Linked DNA regions of Gossypium hirsutum: region 2 is linked to region 1. Evidence: chromatin contacts called from public Hi-C data. All regions are on one chromosome and are shown on one strand. The core of a region is the stretch at or near the end of the contact, and the rest is flanking DNA. Distances in the headings are between cores, read along the strand shown.

Evidence for each region. A called contact is a pair of places that touch in the nucleus more often than the background predicts.
Region 2: a contact with region 1 is called in a Hi-C map of leaf, with 2.0 times the contacts expected there. The contact joins the enhancer-like site here to the promoter of LOC107887265 in region 1. A contact is called at or near these places in 4 of 34 Hi-C or Micro-C datasets (all in leaf).

What each region holds. Positions count from the first base shown.
Region 1 is chrA03:66,201,654-66,205,967 of Gossypium_hirsutum_v2.1, reverse strand. LOC107887265 reads left to right here and starts at 2,303. Exons shown (of 8, transcript XM_016811454.2): 1 at 2,303-2,529; 2 at 2,682-2,932; 3 at 3,109-3,180; 4 at 3,664-3,728; 5 at 3,935-4,091. The coding sequence starts at 2,687.
Region 2 is chrA03:66,270,677-66,274,990 of Gossypium_hirsutum_v2.1, reverse strand. No RefSeq gene overlaps it. Among protein-coding and RNA genes, the nearest start is that of LOC107887268, 7.7 kb to the left of the region's middle. Within about 2 kb of position 2,475, at least 8 of the 9 cell types and tissues checked have an H3K27ac peak or open chromatin away from gene starts, as enhancers often do. A contact at or near this core is called in leaf, where this site is marked.

The DNA.
Region 1 (4,314 bases), core at 1,054-3,553:
TTTATTTGCTGACGTCATAAACAGAAAGTTACATGGCCTGAGGACACGGGCGGGTTGACGACACACGGGCGTACCCCTGTGTCCACACGGGTGTGTGACCCTGTTTCATGAGAAAAATTTCTAAGTTTTCCTAGAACTTTCCAAAGTTCTCAGTTTAGTCTCGAATCGTTTCTAAACTGTGTTTTGGGTTTCGTATACCCAAATAAAGGACTATGTGCATGTGATAGAATGATTTAATATATGAATGAAATTTTATGACCCGGTTTGCATGATTGTTTGTGTTTAATTCCAGTAATGCCTCATACCCTGTCTCGGCGTAGGATACGGGTAAAGGTGTTACAGTGAACATGATTTGGAAGAGGAAATAATATAATGTAAAAGAGCCCAACTTGTGTATGTTTGTTAGTTAGAATTGAGTCTTTCTACTTTTTAATGCTATTGGCAAATTAAGTCTTAGCTGTTTTGTTATGGGTTTATTGAGAAGATAATGAGATATTGGCTCCTATTCACTTTTTCGATAACTAGAACTAGTTTATCAAATTGAATTTTATATTTACATTAATGATCAAACTAATGAATTAAAATTGATATTCACCTCTGACTAGATTTTTATCATATTTATTTCTTAAATTTTATTTGATAACATTCGTTCAACAATTTTAATTTTTAGTTTCAAAATTCTCCTTATTTTTATTTTTATTTTATTTTATTACTAAGAGTTAAAATCATTATCCATCTTTATATATACAACCTCTTTATTTTAATAATGAACTTTTGAAACTTTTAAAATGGTTGGTTATTATTATTTTTTTTTACTTTGATGCACATTTACTTATCTGCACCTTATTTAGATATAATTATAGTATTTGATTATTGATGCAAATCCAAAATAAAGTATTGATGGTTAATATGCTTAATTATACTTTAAGTTAAGTATGTTGGATTAAGAGAATTGTGATGAGGGGAAACTATGGTTGTTACATTGATTAGCTTATTGGTTTACATGGTTTTGTTCAAAAGTTTCCAAAAGGGATATTGTTGAAGTAAGTTTTTGAAGTAGTTGTCTATGTGGCAATAGAATTGTCCACTTTAGTCATCATTGTGACGACCAATTTAGTTGTCTTACTTGAATGTTGGCAATTTTTGGAAACAAAATATTGAGCTATAATCGATGTTGATATTATTGAAGTATACAAGCTTGTCAATGAAGATAAATTCATTTCGAGAAACACATTTTGAGAATTGAATAGTATAAGATCTTACATATCAAACCCCTTACTTTTATGGAGATTGAATCAAGAGCACTAAAGATGTATCTTTCAATAGTCCACTTTGGTCTTAATTAGTATATTATTTTAGCTATTTTAGCTGCTATTTAATAAGGATTTGAATTGTAGTACTTCTAGTATGTTAGTAAGTCTTGAATTTTTATATATTTATGAGATGTATATGTTTATATACAAAGTATTGAAAGCACTCATTGGTTTATAGAGAGACATTTTTTTCTAAAGTGCATTTGAGATAGTAAAACCAGTTTGTTTTCTGGTTTTACAACTTAAGTTTTTGGTGGAAAATTTAGATTTGAGAAATCTAGTCTTTGGATAGTGAGCTTACTATACTGGAGTGTGATAGGACTCAAGTCACTTCTTGTATTGAGTTTAAGGATAATGGATTTATCTCACCGATCCATGCTTTGAGATGTAGGGAAACTGAAACATGTAAACAATTTTTTGTTGTATGTTTTTATTGTGTTACGCAATGCAACCAAAGGTGCCTACTTTCGTTGTCACTTACATTCAGATTTTGTTTTATTAGCATATTAACAACTTATTCAGCTCAATAATTTTTCAATCGAGGTTATTTTTAGTTGACTCGTGACATTAACTCAATCAGCCAGGGGTTTAAATAATAGTATAGAAACATTGATTATACTAGTAAAATTGAGGTTTTAAGCTTTATTAATGGTATGCATTGAAATCTAATCATTTGTAATTTTTTATAAGTTTTATTTAAAATGTAAATAGACAAAAGTATTATTTAAAAATATAATTTATTTAAAATAGGTGAGGATAGTATAATAAATTTTCAATTGAGTTATACTAACAAACTCAATTAGTTAGAGATTTAAATAATAATATAGATAATATGGATAAAATAATTGAATTAATGTTTAAGAGGAAGTTGCCAGTTTCAACCGCCAACACCAGTCGAACAGCCACCGAAATAAGAGAGAATTGTTAGGTAACGCGCAATGGCATTGCGACTTCTAAATTCCAAAAATACCCTTAGAGCCGTTTGCATTGACGTCAGCGTGTCTCTCACCCTCGAATCCTCTGCTAAACTCATAAATTTGGAAAAGAAAAAAGATAAAAAGAATAAAATCCTACAAAGAAAAACTACAATCGTTGGAAATTTAGAAAGGAAACAAAGAAGCGTTCGCAGCAAAAGAAGCTTAATTAGAAAATTTCTCCCCGATTTCTTCGTTACTTCCCTTCATCCAACATAAATTCCCCATTTCGTCCGCTAAAGGTAATTTTTTTTCAAAGAATTATTTTCCCTCATTTTCCAATTTGGAAACCTCCGACTCGCTGCTCTTACTCAGCGCGATTACGGGGTTTTTTATTTTATTTTTTGGATTGAATTAAGCAATGAAAATTGAAAATATTTTGTTAACTTTGCAGAAATTATGAGTGATCACCTGGTTTTGTATGTGGATCGTCTGGTGAGGCCGGTGCCGTTACAGCCGGTGGAGTCGGAGGCTGGTCCCTCAACGGAGATTTCGGGCCCATCCTGCTCGCCCAAGGAAAAGGAGATCTTCCGTGGAGGCGGCGAAGAGGAGCCGCTCATTCAAACGGCGGAGTGTCGCATTTGCCAGGAGGAAGATTCCGTTGAGAATCTTGAGACCCCTTGTGCCTGCAGCGGCAGCCTCAAGGTAATATTATTATTATTATTAAAAAATTGATTAAGAATTTTTTTTAATATAAAGTGTATTATCTAGAGCTTTCTAGATTCCGCTTGCAGTTTAATGAACCTCGTAAAATTAAGCTAAATATCGAAATTAGCATTACTTGCTTTGATATTATTAATGCCATCTGTTTTAAATTGCAGTATGCGCATAGGAAATGCGTGCAACATTGGTGCAACGAGAAAGGAGATATCATTTGCGAGATATGTCATCAGGTATATGCTTGCCTTAATGTCCCTTATTTTGATATTGTTATTTTGTTTTAGAGACATGCATTGCCTGCTGCAGCTTCATTTCATCCTTTTAATTTGTCATAAGATTTTCAACTAGCGCCTGTAGGCCCTTTTGTGTCTGTAAGAAAAGAAAGTTTGTGGCTTTTGAAGTAAGCGGTTGCAAATGAGTGTGGAATAGGGTGATCAAGTATCATCTGCTTTTAGGAAGAATATTAATAAACCATTTGATTGATGGGAAAAGGCCTTGTTTCGTTATTCCTGGTTTATCATGCAGTTTTCCTTTCATAGTTCTTTTTACTTCTCAGAATTTATCACGATAGTGGTTAAATATGAGCAACTTTTTGGTCAGACACAGTATGGATTTTAATCATGATGTTAAATTCTTACTTCTTGTTCAGTGGCTATTGATTATTGGTTGTTTTGACTCCTTGCTGATGTAGTCTATCCTTTTAATTTGCTGTGCAGCCTTATCAACCTGGTTATATCGCTCCACCTCGCCCCCAAACTGAAGAAACCGCTATTGATATTGGGTAAGTTAGATGGTCTCACATGTAAGACATTTCTATGCTATGGCTGGTATTTGGTGGACTTCTTGTAAAGATGAAATCAGCATATGCTATGAGATTTATCAAGCATGACATCCATCACAAACTTTGATCTAAACTTGCTTGACAGATTAGTCTGTATAATCTGGTTGGAAGATTCCATCGTTTTAATTTTTGTATCTGTCTTACAGTGGAGGCTGGACAATCTCTGGCACCCCTGTGGATTTGCGTGATCCTCGCCTCTTGGCCATTGCAGAGGCAGAACGGCAAATTTTGGAAGCTGAGTATGATGAATATACTGCATCAAATGCCAGTGGAGCTGCCTTTTGCCGTTCTGCTGCTCTAATTGTAAGCTTTTAATTCTGAATCTGCTGGATATATTAAATTTCTTATCATGTTTAACATGTACTGCTCAAAATTGGACCCATTGGCCATTATCAATTCTACTTATTAGTATATTAGCCATGCGTCAAGGACATATTTTGATGAACTGATTTAGAGAAAGGAGTTTGCTGAGGTGTTTGAGCTTTATACTCGAAGAACTTTATTTTTTTGGTAGATATTGCTCTCA
Region 2 (4,314 bases), core at 1,226-3,725, 69 kb before region 1:
TTAGACTTCAGTGTCGTGACTCCCAGGCTTCAGTGACGCAACATCCGTGGCAATAGACACGATTTTGGCTTTGGGGGTTCGATGTCGCGACATTAGATGGCTGGTGTCATGACATCCTCTATAATGACCATGGCTCATTCACTTTAACAACCTTCAGTGATATCGCAAGCTTAGAGTCTTGGTGTCGCAACTTTGGGTTCATTGTCGTGACACAACACCCTAAGTGTCGTGACACTCTCGACAATCAACTCTAGGTTGATTTCTTGTTGAATTTTTGCACCCTTGAGGTCATGGAGGCTCAGTGTCGTGACACAACATCCTAAGTGTCGTGACATTCTCGACAATCAACTCTAGGTTGACTTCTTATTGAAGTTTTGCACCCTTGAGGTCATGGAGGCTCAGTGTCACGACACAACATCCTAAGTGTCGTGACACTCTCGACAATTAACTCTAGATTGATTTCTTGTTGAAGTTTTGCACCCTTGAGGTCATGGAGGCTCAGTGTCGCGACACTCATGTCAAATGTTGTTCTCTTCAAGGTTTGGCCATTGTCATCTTCCTAGACAACTCAAGCACACTATTAGATTCTCAATGACACTATTTTTCCAATTTGGGTCTCAAAAGGGGTAAAACTACATAAAAACTATTATTAATATTGAAATCTAAAAACCAAAAAAAGTATAAAAAAAGGACTCGTAAATTGCTTGAGAACAAACTCATTAAGTGTTCTAGAAAGCCTAATTTGAATTATCAAATTACGGCAAATAAGAGAGGTAATCAACAATTTGCAAATGTAACCTAAAATTTAAAAAAAAATAATGATAAGAAACATTAAAAAAGATTAAATGTCAATATTTATATCTAATAATTAGGAAGTTGAAAAGTTTGAGAGCATTTTTATTGTTAAATATCATGTATCTAACCATTTTTAAATTAAATTAATTATAAATTAATGATTTTTAAGTATTTGAAGATAGAGTGATAATAAAGAATAAAAAGTAATATTTGAAATTATACTTTATTAATGCATAAGGACTAGTTTGTCCATTTTTTAGTAGAGACTTGAAAAAAGATGAATTTTCTCGGTGATTTTGCTGCTTCTAGAAATTTATCTGTGGAAGAGACGAGCCCCAAGAAGGTCAAATTCAGAGACAAAGAGGTAGAAAAGAGTAATGACATGGTGGTTGAATTGACCTCTAATTAGAATACCTCGTGGAGGGATATACTAGTCGGTGAATCATCAAAGAGTAGCTTTGAAGAAGCGAATGATAAGGAGAATATAGATATTTTAGAATGTGACATTCAAAAAACTATTGTGAATGGAATGCCTTCCATCATATTTTTTGATCGAATCCATCGGATCCTTATTCAAAGCATGCGCAATACTGTGATCTTGAAAATTCTTGGTCGCAATATCGGTTTTTCAGTGTTGCAGAATAAAATCTATTCTATATGGAAACCTTCAGCCCCTTTTCATATGATGGACATTGAGAATGGCTACTTTTTAGTCAAATTTCAAAACTATATAGACTGTGAAAAGGCTCTCTCGGAATGCCCGTGGATAATTTTTGGCCAATACTTGACTGTCCAGCATTGGACAATGGCTTTTGATCCTACTCAGGCGTTTCCAAGTGTTGTGATGACATGGATTAGATTTCCCGCTCTACCAAGTTATCTCTACAACCGCAAAATTATTACTGATATCGAAAATCTTGTGGGAAAAGTGGTCAAGCTTGACATGAACACTGATAGTAGAACAAGGGGATGTTTTTCCAGATTAGCGATGTATATTAATTTAAATGAACCTCTAGTGTCGCAAATCTTGATCAATGGTCGTGAACAAAGAGTTGAATATGAATCCCTCTCCACAATCTGCTTTCATTGTGGAAGGTATGGACATGTGGAAAGTATATGCAATTTTAAGGTTGCTGAAGCTTCGATGAGAGTGAACGGAGACTCGCCGGTGGAAGAATCGAGGTACCAAAATTTGAAGCTACTGAGAAGAAAGATGGTAACTACGATCCTTCGATGATCGTTGAAAGGAAATCTAGGCTTAAATCAATGATCGAGTTGCAGAAATCAAATGAGAATCTTGGGAGGGAAAAGGAAAGCTTCAATCTCAGTGGATTTGAAAATAGAGAATTAATTAAAGATCCAAAAATCAGGGATATATCTGAAATTCAGAAGGCTAGAGAGGAAAATATTTTAATGGAGGATCAATAGAGGAAAGTCTCGGGGTTCAAATTAATAGACAAAATAAGATTAATAAAATTGTTAGTAATGATAAAGGCAAGGAGATAGGGCCCAAATGCGGTATTAGCCCGTCCACCAAGAAAACTAATGGTCTGCTTTTGGATTCTAACAAGACCTACACTATTTCTACTGCTTCAGGACAAGGTTCAGATAAACTTTCTAATAGTTTGGTCTTAAGAGATAACTCACTAGTCCAGGCCTGGACTCTACTGGATTAGACAACGCAGGTTGAAGAGAATCAGATCCAAAAGACCCAACTGGGTGCTGATGGTTCTGGAGGTACTGACAGTGTTCTTGCTAAAACGATAGGCGCTAAAAAACAAGGTAGAGAATATCAGACCATTCCTACCGAGAAGGAATTTACTATTAATAGTTCCACCCCGTCTTTGAATGATCCGATCAAAAGTGGAAAAGCAGTTGATGTTGGTAGGCTGGACTCGGGGAAGCATTCGGCAGTACTTTTTCGTGATAAACAAAAAGTAATCCGCATAAGCAGTTCATCGTCGATAAAGGGATTTCTTGATTCGGGAAAAGGGACAAGAATCAGAGGCAAAATTAGCAAACAAAATAAGAGTCTTCAAGGCAGCAATGTGCGTTTCAAGAATCATAGTTCCCTTCGGGTTTCTTTAAAAAAGCCCATGGAGCAACTGGCTGAAAGCATTTCAAATATTTCCAAAGAGAATAATGATGATGGAATTTTTTCTAGAAAATATAGATAGATGGAGGGGTCTTCAACCCCTGGACAGTAAGGCGGTTTATTGGTTTATGAGTTTTTTCTTTTAAAATTTGTTTGAGTGGTTTTGGTTTTATTTTTGAATTGTTCTTCATTTTATTTTATTTTTATTTTTATATTTTTATTGATGAATGCTAATCTTAAAATCTTCTCATGGAATTATTAAGGCTGTGCTAGCAGGAAATTTATTCAGGCTTTTAATGAATATAATTCTGAATTTAATCCAGATATTATTTGTCTAGTTGAACCAAGAGTAAGTGGTAATAAAGCCAATTCTATTATTGACCAATTGAGCTTTAATTCCTCTCATCGGGTTGAAGCTATCGATTTCTCAGGAGGCATATGGGTTGGATGGAAGAACTTTGTTTAGGTTCATATTACTTGCAGTCATCCTCAATTTATTTCCATCCGTGTCGATAACTTTATCTTCAATAATTCTATTTTCATTTTTTTTTGTTTATGGTAGCCTTAACAGGTCGAAACGAAAGCTTCTTTGGGAAAGATTGAAAGCTGTTTCCCCATCTCAATCTATTCCGTGGCTTATTATGGGAGACTTTAATACAATTTTATCTCCCTCGGATAAGAGAAGCCCATTTAATGTTGGCAAACGTTGTGAATCCTTTGGTAACTTTGTTGACTCTTGTGCTTTGCAGGACTTAGGTTTTAGTGGACCCTCCTTCATTTGGCAAAGATGTGACACTTTTGTAAGACTTGATCGAGCATTCGTTAACTACGAATGGATGCTATCATTCCCACAGTGTTTAGTTCGTCACCTAACTCATATTAAGTCGGATCATCGGCCTATCTTACTTCATACTAACCCAAATCTTGGTGTTTCCATAAGCAGGCCTTTCAGATTCTTAGCGGGATTGACACATCACAACACTTTTCCTACCTTCGTTAAAGAGAAGTGGAAGTATTCTAGTAATATGAGTGATTCTCTTAATAATTTTACTTCTTCTATTAAAATTTAGAACATGAACGTGTATGGCTTCTTGAACTCTCGTAAACGGACTCTTATGCGCTCTCTTAATAATATTCAAAAAGCTATTGATCACTATCTATCTAGTTTCCTTTCTCAGAAGGAATTGGAAATTCGAGACGAGTTAGAGAACATTCTTGACCATGAAGACTAACTTTGGAGACAGAAGGCTTGTTGTGATTGGCTATAATTGGTAGATAGAAATACTAAATTTTATCATAACTGTATGATCAAGAGAAGGAATTTCAACCGTATTTCTTCTTTACGCATTGATAATGGCAAATGGTGTTCTGACCAGGTTATCTTGCAAGCAAAAGTTGTCGACTTTTTTAAAAAGATTTATGGT